2 separate regions of the Hermetia illucens genome follow, and region 2 is linked to region 1. A link is a contact called in public Hi-C data. All regions are on one chromosome and are shown on one strand. The core of a region is the stretch at or near the end of the contact, and the rest is flanking DNA. Distances in the headings are between cores, read along the strand shown.

Region 1 (5,913 bases), core at 2,108-4,607:
TATTCTCGAAAAATGAAAACAGAAATGGACCCTTGGGGTACTCTCGATGAGAGAAAAAATGGAGACGAGATGCAACCATTGAAGAAGATCTAAGTAAGATCCTAAGCAGGAGAGAATACTGTCGGAAATCCATCTATGTATAGCTTCTTTCCACATATCCGGAAAAATACCTTTGGACAAGCTTCTGTTATAAATGTTAGTAAGGGAAAGGGAGATGTTCTGTTTACATTTTTTAGGATTATACTCGGAATACCATCGGGATGGCAACCGCCACTAACGTTGACGTTTCCAAGAAGGGATTCGACAATAGAGGGATTCAGAAAAGGAATGGAGGGTATACTAGTCGAAGACGAATCAAATGTGTCAGAAGAGAGGTAAGATGAATGGTTAGCAGTAAAAACGGAGGAGAAATGATTTCGAAGAAGTTCATAAGCTGATTTAAAGGAATAAGAAGAATAATTATCCTATTTTATATTAACAGCGATAGAAGTGGGTGAAAAGATTTGAAATTTCTGTCGCTCGAGTGCTTCCGATGCTATTTAAATATTGATGTGCATTTTTGATCAGAATTTTCACAGATGAAGGTAGACTTATAAACTGCGCTGTCTTCAGCATTACCGAAATGTTGCAACCTTAGACGAGCTTTGTGTTTCTCACGAAGAGTATTATAGACCTGTACAGTGAACTAGGCAGGGTATTTGCAAAAACTAGGATCAGAGAGGGGAGCGAAACAGGTAAGAAATTTTCCAAAAAGTCATGAAATACTAAAACAGCCTGGTTGGATGATAGATTTTTTCAACGCACCATTACAGTCAACTGCTTTAAGAAAATGATTCAGAGCTCGAGCATCAGCCTTGTGAAATTTGAATTTGGGCGCCTTGTGAGGCGGTAGTATGTTGAATCGATAAGCATAGAAATCAACTTCCAGAGGCGGATACTGAGCATCAATTTTAAGGTAAGGCGAATCACTAGCAAATAACATGGACCGATTGTCAGGAATGTTGATCAATATAAAATCGACAATGTGGTTATTGTGATTGCGATTAACATGGAAATGGGAGGCGGAACACGAATTCATGAACAGATCGGAGCTAAGTGCGAAGGGGCCAAATTAATAGAGTGGATGGAACACTAAGGGAATCTGGAGATTCAATGGAAGGAAAATTGCGCAGAGGATGAAAGGTAAACCAGGAGGATATTCGAAAGTACATCGAGAAATTCCTCTATATGATAGGCTCGACACGAACAAGGTACCATAACCATCTATGATATAAACGGAGCAGATTTCGGAGGAAAAATTAGGGTAATGAGCGACCCATAAGGACGGGCACTTAAGGATATGATGGGAGTAATAGAAAGTTGTTGTTTAACGGCAATTAAAACACCACCCCCGTGAGCTTACCTAACATTTGCAAATCGTGATCGCAACGAATGACAGAGTAACCATCGAAGAGCTCTCCATTGTGTACACAAGAAATGAGCCAAGTTTCAGATATACAGATGATGAGATAATTTCAGCTTGGTTCTGAGGCCCGTCACATTTTGATAGTATAGGGAAAAAGGCATTAACTGTGACGATGGTTGCGGCGATTCTTCCGGAAATTTACAGGGTGAGTTTGTCGCTGAAAATCCTTAATGAAAACACCGAGAGTGCAAAACGGCCGATGGTTCAATTCCTTCAAGTCATGTGAGTAGGTAATTTTCAATGACACTATAATTCGGCTTTGTTGAATTGATGTCATCCGAGGAAGCGTCGAAGGCAAACCTCGAGACAAACAATTGTTTGGGAGGTATAACAATGCATAAAGATCAATCATCCACAAAAAACGACTGTTTAACTACTTAGTGACAACCAAACCTTCAGATACAATCCTTTGACGAACAACGTTTTGGGATGTTAAGAGGGTGGCCGTTGCACTTTGGGTATAGCACCAGTTGAGATAAGAGATAAGATAAAAGTTGCACAGATGACGTACTCAAGATGAAGACGAGGTTTAGATAGGTTTGAGATATGTATAACTCCCAGATTGCGAGGTCGTTCTCTCACACACCACAACAGGAATTTGTTCTTAGTATACTCCCTTTTTCAAGTGCTGCATGGCTAATGAAATCGTCTGCTTGGAAGCTTTCTTTAATATTTGCATTTCCCTCAGATGTGCGACAGTTATCGTTATTATCGTTATACAAATTCCGGAAGATCCCGAAAGGATATTTTTTGAATTCAATGAAGCAAATACCCTTTCTTTTACCATAATATTTTAAGGAAGGATAAAAGCTGTGGAACGTAACGATAGTTATACCTTAACTTTAAACTTAGAGTTTAAAGAGTTTTTATAACTTTAAGGTAGAAGGTAATCAAATCAAATGTTTACGTAAAAGTCTATTATCACTTGAAATCACTTAGAAGGAAATATTGAACAATCCGCTCAATTAGAAATCAATTAAGTCAAAGTGTGTAAAGAAATCTCTATTTGAAAGACTATTGGGATCAATTAATAGTAAGCGACGAAAAGAATCATCATTCAAAGATTTTACGATCACTATATTGGATCAATGGCAATCTAGGTATGTTAGGAATGATGGGTGACGTAACTCGCTCTTCTAGCATCCCTAAAAATCTCTCCTGTTCACGTTTTGATAAACGCCATAAATGCCGTTTAAAAACATTAGGCATGATCTAAATTAAGGATGTGAGGGAAGCCTGAGTTCGTCATCCGTTTGTTGGCGGACGGAACCAATTGGAAAGAAACTGTCTTTCTCGGTATGTGGTGCATGAACTCTTTTGTTTTGGGCTATATACATGTATATATAAGTGGCACACAACATCAAGTAACCACCAGTAGTCATCTATCTAATTTTTTTATCTCGAGGAATATTTTGAATTTTTAGCTATGAAAGAATCGAAAAAGAAAAACAAAACTTTTATAAATGGAGCGTCCAGTTACAGGGATTCCATTCTAGTATCAATTTTTTTGCGGATATTTTCGCTTCGGTAAGAATTATAGTCTTGAACGAAAGTAATGTTGATCATGTTGTTACGATTTCAGAATGAAATGCTCAATACGTTTATGCTCAAATTAGATTGTTGCACCATCGATTATTGTTATGTTTTTTTTTCAGTGATGCTCTGTTTTAGTTTTCACTACACTTAGTGTATTGTATAAACAAGTCCTAATTGCAATATTTTATTAATACAATATTTGTTTTCATAATGAGATGGATTCAATTTAATTCTAATTCCAATTCAACCGTGTAAATCGCGCCACTTGTTGCCATGATTCTTACGATATTTTTTAAATTTCACGGCTGGTAACGCTGGAAGTGGCTTGTAAATAAACAAATTGTCTGACAAGCACTGGAAGAAGTGGGCTTTTGGCGTCGGCGTTCGCGTTTTGCAAATGTCACTTGAGGTTCTGGCAAGTGTTTTTGTTCTGTGGTTTCATCGTACTAACAGCATCAAAAACGCACGATGGTCGACTGTGAGGATCCAGATCTGATCAAAATCACACACTACATTAACCCGCACATGTTCTGGTACAAGTACGAGGACAGTTTCTTCCGGAACACTGAACTATCGAAGTGGGAGGGCAGATTGTCCGCTTTACTCTCGAATAAGCCTCCACTACCGACGTCTTGCTATCGCGCGCAAATCAACGAGGTATTGTTCAGTCTCAGTCCTTTTACTGGGTGTGTGTAACTTGTAATTTTTCTTGAGTATGTTGGGATTAGGCGCGAAGGACTAAGTTCCTCATTGCAAAATCTAATCAATGTTTTGGTTTCTAGATAGTCGCCGTCTACAATTTCTCGTTTAACCGGTGGATCCGGGCGAAGTGTGACGAAATTGTACAATTCACTATTGCCAATACCAAGTATGTGGTTTGGGCTATCGATTACGGGTGAGTTTAGGGATAAATCCTACAATGAGATTGTTGACATCCTGATTTCGCACTGATTTTCCGCCAGGATCCCATTCCAAACTGAAGGCAGATGGATAAAAAGATTTCCTAAAGACGTCGGGGAGCCTCCCGAGGATTCCGTATTTTTCGGAGGCATCAACAACATAATTCCTGCTGAGAAGGTAGGATTTGGTGGAATTGAACATTTACGGAAGGGTGGAATTCATCTTACTACTTTTTTTATTCACAGGAGTTTAATTTTGAAACATGCAAGTCTGAAATTCACCCAACCTCCAAATGGTCACCGCTGGCTGTCCGGACGATCGAGAACCTCATCTACGAAGCCGCGCACATAAGGTTCGTGCGGCACATTATCAGCAAGGAAGGGCAGTATTTCGGCAACTTGGAGTTCATCACGCACACGAACCAAATCATCAAAGCTGACGCTAGTTTGCTGGAAATCAATCATGCGGTACACACCGAAGAGTTCTTGAGAGTCATGCGGCAAATTGGCACAAACCAGATCTCCAGGTGGCAAAACAACGAGGGAGCATCTTTCGTGTCGAAGTTCAATGTAAATAAACTCTCGAACGTGGCCAGATTCGAGCCCAAGGAAATGTTAATAAGAAATCAAATGCAAAACGACGGAGAGAGTTTGTATAAAGAAGAGGTTACACGGAAGATAACTGACTGGGCGTTAAGAAACCAAATATGCCAAGGACAGGGAGAGGACTCGACGGTCGGTGACGACACTGCGTCGGTATGTGAATCGTCGGTAAGTGTCGCGCTTACCAGGAAAATTGCTACCGAAAAATTGCCTATTGAGAAGGATGACGGATTCGTTGACGATAATCCTGTGATGCTGAAGGGCGGAGTTTATCGTAAAAAACATTTGGAACGATACAAGGAGAGTATCCCCCCGCCGCCTTCTGAGAATCGCAAGCAAGGGTACACAACTTTACAAGAAGAAAGTGGAAGCGAATTTGGAGATTCCGAAACAATTCCGAGAACAAACGGAAAATCGACTCAAGCTCCTTTAGTTGTTCAACCAAAGTCAACTTGCCATGATAAGGACGACAGTAGCACTTCAAACGAAACTGAAGTAAACAGAAAAGCCAAAGATATGGACGAAATCGACTGCGATAAATCTGTGATTAGCGGGCAAAGCAACGCGCCAACTCATAGTGCGATAAGGGTCGTGATGGATCGGATGCACAATAGGCGGAAGTCGCTGCAGGAGAAATTAGCTGCACAGCAAAAGATACCGCCAAGCGCTATACCGGCCGGGTTCGATCTCAGAAATCTGCAGAATAGCAGAGCTATAAAAAATGACGCGCCTTCCTCAAATTTTAATAGGAGCGGAATGAACAAGAATAATCGATTCAAGAAAGGAACCAATTATGCGGTTTCAACACGGAACGATCGTAACGACAACGGTTTCAGAAAAGGGAATTATGCGAAAGTCATTGATGAAAGGTGGTAAAAGGATCTTTTCCTAAGAGTCGGAAAAGGTGGGATAACAAGATCGTTTTGGAATGATTTTTTGTTTACTTTTTTTAATATTTTCTGAACTAAATATGGTTATGTATAACATGCAAAATATACGTTTCAATAACAGTAGATTGTCCTATGTTTTAATGTTTGTATCACTCTCTACCTGAAATTTTAGTCTATGAGCGATGAGTCTTTGGAGTCTTTGGTCTTTAGTTAAGAGTTTCGCCTGCCAGAAGAGTGTCTCATCTTCTCTTTTCCCAAATGGCACGCATTCGGGGGTTTGATTTGATTTGGTTTTTCAAGAGTAGGTTACTTCTTAATATGGTAACATATATTTACCCTAGGGAATACTCCAACATTTGTGACCAGCACTAGCCAGGAAGTACTAGACATAACTCTAGGAAATACTCTAATGAACGGGATGGTCAGGAATTGAAGGGTGTTCGATCTGATTCCAGAATAATCAGATTTGACATTGAGGGTAACTCCGGAATAAAAAGAATATTACGGAATCCCAGGAAAA
Region 2 (5,913 bases), core at 1,532-4,031, 170 kb before region 1:
CAAAATTTTAACACTTGACGACAGCTTGAAGAAGAACGATGTACGAGTAGCATGTAGTATAGTGAAACGGATAATAGCTTTTAATCCGCGAACCACCCTTTGTAGAGATCAGAATGGCAATATCACCAGTGACGAGACTCAAATAAAAGCAAGATGGGTTTGGTATTTTCAAGACCTCCTGAACCCAACGATGACCCATTTTCGCCTCTTAGTCATTCCAGATTATCCAAACGAAGAACAAGTGCTCACACCCCCGACTTTGTACGAAGTACAGACAGCTTTGTTTAAATTAAAATCACACAAATCCCGGGACCGGTGGCATCCCAGCCGAGCTCTTAAAAGAAGGGGTAACAGAGTTCACCAGTCGAATCTACAAACTAATCAGCAGAATTTAAACAACCGAACAAATACCTGACGACTGGAGGAAAAGTGTAATTTGTCCAGTATACAGAATAGCAGATCGTGTGCGTTGCTAAAACAATAGGGGAACCTCGCTGCTGTGTACGTGCTACAAGGTGCTGACAAATATAATGGAACGATGACTAAGACAGTATACAGACAGGGATACCTAGGTGACTTTAGATCCGGATGATCAACAACGGACCAGATATTCGCAGTTAAGCAGGTGCTCGATAAATGCTGGGAGTATGACATCGATGTGCACCAACTGTCCATTGGTAAAAATCCAAAATGAACTGACACCAATTTTTTTTAGTGTTAGGACTTAAGCAAGGGACGGTATTGCCCCATCGTCTTTGCTCGAATGCGTCGACAGGAAGGTGGTTTCAGTTGATACCAGAGATACGTTATTGGTAAAATCAGCACAAATAGTGGCCTACGCACACGATGTGTATATTTTCGCCCGATCGATGCTTCCTGTGAAGGAAGTGTTCATGCAGTTCAAGTCAGCAGCGAGTGAAGTGGGGCTCAGGGTCACTGAATTCAAAACGAATTTATCCAAACTCGAAAGGCGGTTGCTAGTATGCAGAACGTTGCAGTGATCGAGCATAATTTCGAACAGGTGGACCATTTTCTACCTAGGAGCGCTACTCTCGAAGAACAGAAATAAAAAACACTAATTCCAAAGGCGGATTGCTACTGCTCATAAAGCATTTTATGTGGTCCTCCACAAAATGAGATCGAGAAAAGTACACAAACGCAATAAACTGCGCATCTACAATATATTAATTTGGACTATGCTGCTGTATGGATGCGAGACGGGGACTTTGACGCAAATGTCGGAAAAGCAGATCGATACCTTCGAGAGAAAAATCTTTCGAAATATTTTTGGAGCCGTAAAGGATTGAAGGAGATGCCTGGCGAATTAGATACAATCATGAATTGTATGAATTATTTGGTGACCCATCAAAACTAGTCAAAATCCGGAAATTGCAATAGGCATGCCACATGGAATGAATGCACGAGGGAAGAAGGAAGAGGGATTCTGAAATGAGTGCTGAAAGGCGGAGCCGATGGTAGCGGCTCAAAAAAAGTCAAGGAAATGTTAGGAGGACTCAGTGAGCGCAGATTGCAGATCAATTTTGAAATTTTCTAACGTGAGGACGCGGTCTTCGTATCGAGATAAATGTATCAATTCGGGATGTAGGGTCATCGAAAAGAAGTGTACAGCCCTTTTGGGTTACATTCACGTCAAAACGTTAGGATTTAAATTTGACATACTCTTTCTCAAAGTTCATTGAAAAATCGCAGCATTCACCCTCCTCTCCTTGTTATAATAATAATCGTTAGCACCAGAATCAAGTTAGATCAACGTTTTGAATTGCGTTAGACCACTTCATTCAAGATCGTAACGTGCACTGTACGATTGCAGGACACCGTAGGAGGCAATGTAGTCAGCATTGCGCTCGCCCGTGATTATTACCCTGATTTGAATCAGGTACTAATTCACTGCTAAGTCGACTGGTATCCGACGTGAAGCCACGACACATATCCGCCCGCCTCCAGTGAGATCTAAACCGCCACCTTCCGAACTACAGTGTTCTAACCACTGAGCTACAATAACTTGATATTATCATCCTAAACTGGATATGTAGAAGGAAGAAAAAGATCCCGTCTTTCTACTCTTGCTAAAAATCAATAGCGGAAAGAAGCTATTTTCGTATCATAAATAAGCTTATTGGTAGGGTAATCATCTCCGCGATGTACAAGGGAACTATGGAGGGCGCGGCCCTTGCCCTTCCAACCTTTACCACAATTTTTCCTAGTATTTGAGAGAAATAACTTTTCCAAATTTTAAAGTGCGTGTGTAGGTCCAGATATTAGATATCATAAACTTACAAACAACCTTTGCTTAGGAGATATTGCATCCCCTAATTGTGTGTTCTCTTTATATATGTGTGGTAGTACCATTTGCAAAAGATCTCCGAAAGAATTTGGGTCTATCCTCAAAGGATTTTTGAAATTAATATAGCTAAGTGTCGGACGCAATAACAATAGGTTCAATAGCACAATGACATTTTGTTCGTGCATTTGCAACTTGTAACTAAGGTTTAAACAAAATTTTACCAAGTAAATGGAAAATGCGATTGCACAATTTGTTTGGCAGGGTATGGTCCCTATTAGATATACTATGCTGTCGGCATTCTGGATAAAACCCCACAGCAACAGTCAACAGTACAGTCCGACAAAAATGACCGTTAGAAATTGAAATGCTCAATCAGTGGCGCGCCGTAAATATACGATATTTTCAATACAAAAAATATTGTATTTGGCAATTCCGCACGTCTGGCTTTGTTGCGGCATCTTTCCTCATAGTCGAATGCGCCATGTCTTCGGGTCGGTTTTTCATTTAGTGGTTTTCCTTTAGCAATTCAGTTCCCACCTAGTGATGTCATTTTGTTTTTAGTGACTTTGAGTCCGCATGAACTACATATCCAAAATATCCAATTGTTTCCGTTGAAATCTGAAGACTAGACAGTTATTTTACATTTGTTTGTGATAACCTCAAAAACATATCCCCAATCGGTAAACATGATTAGCAACGAAGAGGAACGGGACTGCATCAGAATTACCCACTACATCAACCCGCATATGTTTTGGTTCAAGTACGAATCGAGTTTCCTGGCGAATACTGAACTATGTGCGTGGGAAAATCAGTTGCAAACTCACTGTTTTAAGTTCGCGAATTCGCCGGCGAGCGGGTACCAGCCCCAAGTTGACGAGGTGTGTGTGCACAAGGAATACAGTTCTCGGCATCGCCATAGCGATGGACTAACGATTTAACCTTGACGATTTCCCGTTTTTGCAGATTGTCGTCGCTTACATTTTCTCTTTGGGTCGATGGATCCGGGCTAAATGCGACTTCGTAGCCGAGTCGGGGAAAAAGTACAGTGTATGGGCCATTGATTACGGGTGAGTGCATCTTCTTGCATTTGGAATTCTCATTAGAAGTAAACCTGCTTTTTCCCATAGGGTACCGTTCCAAGTCGAAGGCCGGTTAATAAAACCCTGGCCCAGCGACATTGAGGATGGTCCTCGGCAGTCGGTGTTCTTCGCTGGACTTATGAACGTTGTACCAGCTCAAAAGGTGAGATTGCATTTTTTAGTAAATCGCCTTAAACTCTTTCGTGAAATGATGGATCCACTGGGCCAGTCAAAATTGTTTGTTTTCTGCTGAAGTCATAGTCGATTATGGAACACTGCATGATATTGCTTGGAACCAGGGTCGCGTAGGTTTCCTTGTTAATAAAGCTATTTCCGTTTTTCCTATACGCGGCCAAATTCTCGTTTTTTTTCTTTTGGAAGTGCAGGTGACTGTGTCCCGCTGTGAGAACTAGCCTGAATCCTTTAACATATTACTACGTACTAACCTTCTCATTCCCCCGCCTTACAGAGCCTTTGTAGTTCTACCTTGTTAGGTAAAACCACACATCACTTTGAGCGTCTTTATTCGGAATACCGGACAGAACTAGACACTGCTTCACTGAGTGGTGATGTTAAAATACCAGAAAATTTTTAGTCTAGTGAAAACTCTTCCTTTTCACTAACTACAGACATGTTAGCCACTACATGACACTTTGGAATGCTTAATTAAATTGCAAATTACTTTAAATCCACTGAAGGCAAAAATACACTCATCACATAGACACGGGACATAATCTTCTTTTTATTTTCTTAAACTGACATTTCTCAACTTATCAATATTCATATTTACAATTCAAAAATTAAATAATCATGGCCTGCTCCGCCACGGAGAACACCGATAGTGGCCACTGTCAATCGAATTAACAGGGGCCGGTTTTCGGAGGGTATCAGTCCTCACCAGAACGTGAGTACAAGGTTCGAGTTCCCTAGGGATGTGAACCGTCGGCTACGTGTGAGGAGATGCCGATAGTGGGTTTAATCTGGGAACTTCGTCTCTTGTCGAGGACCGAGTCATTGGAGAGTCGGCTATACGACGTTTGAATCCCAAGAGCTTTCCGAGCCTCGAGAAGATAGTAGATTCAAATTGCATTCCTTGTCCGATGATGATTATGACGGGAACACCAAAGCGCGAAATCCACTCTCAACAGAGAGTCTCAGCATATGACTGTGCTGTTACGTCCTGCAGAGGTATTGCCTCAGGCTATCGCGTAAACCGATCAATGATCGTGACGCAGTATTCGTAGCCGTGCGAGTCTCGCAAAGAGCCTATAATAACTAGGTGTATATTGGGGAAGCGCCTTGTCGATTTACACTTACTTCCTTGCAAGCATGCCTAGTGACCATCACCAGAATCCATGCCCTTCATGTATGCACGGCCAGAAATATTTGCTGGGGACTAGTCGGTTCATTGTTCGAATGCCAGGGTGTGCAAAATCGTGCACTGAGCGAAACGCTTCTTTGGGGTGCTTCGCAGCTATCACCATCGCCAGGTCGCATGCAAAATCCTGCACTGAGCGAAACGCTCCCTTTGGGTGCTTCGCAGCTATCACCATCGCCAGTTCGCATGCAAAACCAACCACCGTTGCCTTCCTTGGCACGTGAAGATAAACCACTCTGTCATACATTGCGTTCCATAGCAGGGCCCAACACGGGGCCTTGGGAATACCTGCCGTCAAAGCATATTTTGGTCCGTTATTCGTTTCATATCAAAGAAGAGTCTCCGACAGGCCTCTATAGTAACCGGTCTAAATAAACAGGGACACCTAGTTTATCCAAGGTGTCCTTAATCCAACCCCGGTTGGTGAAATTAAAGGCATTTCTGACATCTAGCATCGCCACGGCGCAGTATTACCAACTGACAACGCTGTGACGTGATTTTAGCAGCCGACTTCAGGGCTATGTTTGGTGTCCCGTTCAATTTCGAATTCTTATTCTCAATTCGCCCACAGATCTCTTGTAGTTCTTTCTCGGTTACCCCGGGAATTTGGAAAATTTTCTGTTAAATCTTTGGTAGGGGGTCCACTTTCTTCGTGTTATGGGAAAAGAACTGCAATTATTTTGAACAAAAGTCGCAGACACGTCAAGTAATTCCGCTTATTTCCTCGTATGGGTTTCTTAAGGCTACTTCAAAGATGGTGGAATTCTTTCTCCATCTGCCGGTGTGTTCTGGCTTCCCTTTGGAACAACCTCGTAGATAGGATGATCTCAGTAGTGAGATTTCCTAGTTCCACCAGTAGGTTTGTTTCTTATTGTGGTAGAAACGCCGTCGTGGCATTCTAGAGGAGCATGCTTCAGTTATTCGCGGACAGCTCACTCAGCTTTTCCAGCGCCGTTTCGTTCAGGGATTGTGATGTCTTTCTAAAGTCACTTCTCGAAAGCTTCAGTGGATAAGCCAACCTTTCGAGTTTTTCCATTTCTGTTGCGCATTCGAATATCGCCTCCTCCGTTTCTAATGTCTGGAAACATGGTCTCGTGGTCACACCCGCCAGACTATCCCTTTTGTCAACAAGGCACTGAAGCAAATCAGTT

Evidence for each region. Hi-C and Micro-C count contacts between places; a contact is called where the count stands out from the background.
Region 2: a Hi-C map of whole body shows a contact between it and region 1, with 5 times the contacts expected there. The contact joins the promoter of LOC119656017 here to the promoter of LOC119655785 in region 1. A contact is called at or near these places in 2 of 2 Hi-C or Micro-C datasets (an unstated tissue and whole body).

What each region holds. Positions count from the first base shown.
Region 1 is chr4:102,823,153-102,829,065 of iHerIll2.2.curated.20191125, reverse strand. It overlaps LOC119655785, which reads left to right and starts at 3,357. Exons shown (of 4, transcript XM_038061876.1): 1 at 3,357-3,658; 2 at 3,784-3,896; 3 at 3,964-4,078; 4 at 4,147-5,513. The coding sequence starts at 3,470. The coding sequence ends at 5,379.
Region 2 is chr4:102,996,770-103,002,682 of iHerIll2.2.curated.20191125, reverse strand. It overlaps LOC119656017 (putative ATP-dependent RNA helicase TDRD12), which reads left to right and starts at 2,781. Exons shown (of 23, transcript XM_038062267.1): 1 at 2,781-3,183; 2 at 3,269-3,372; 3 at 3,433-3,547. The coding sequence starts at 2,992.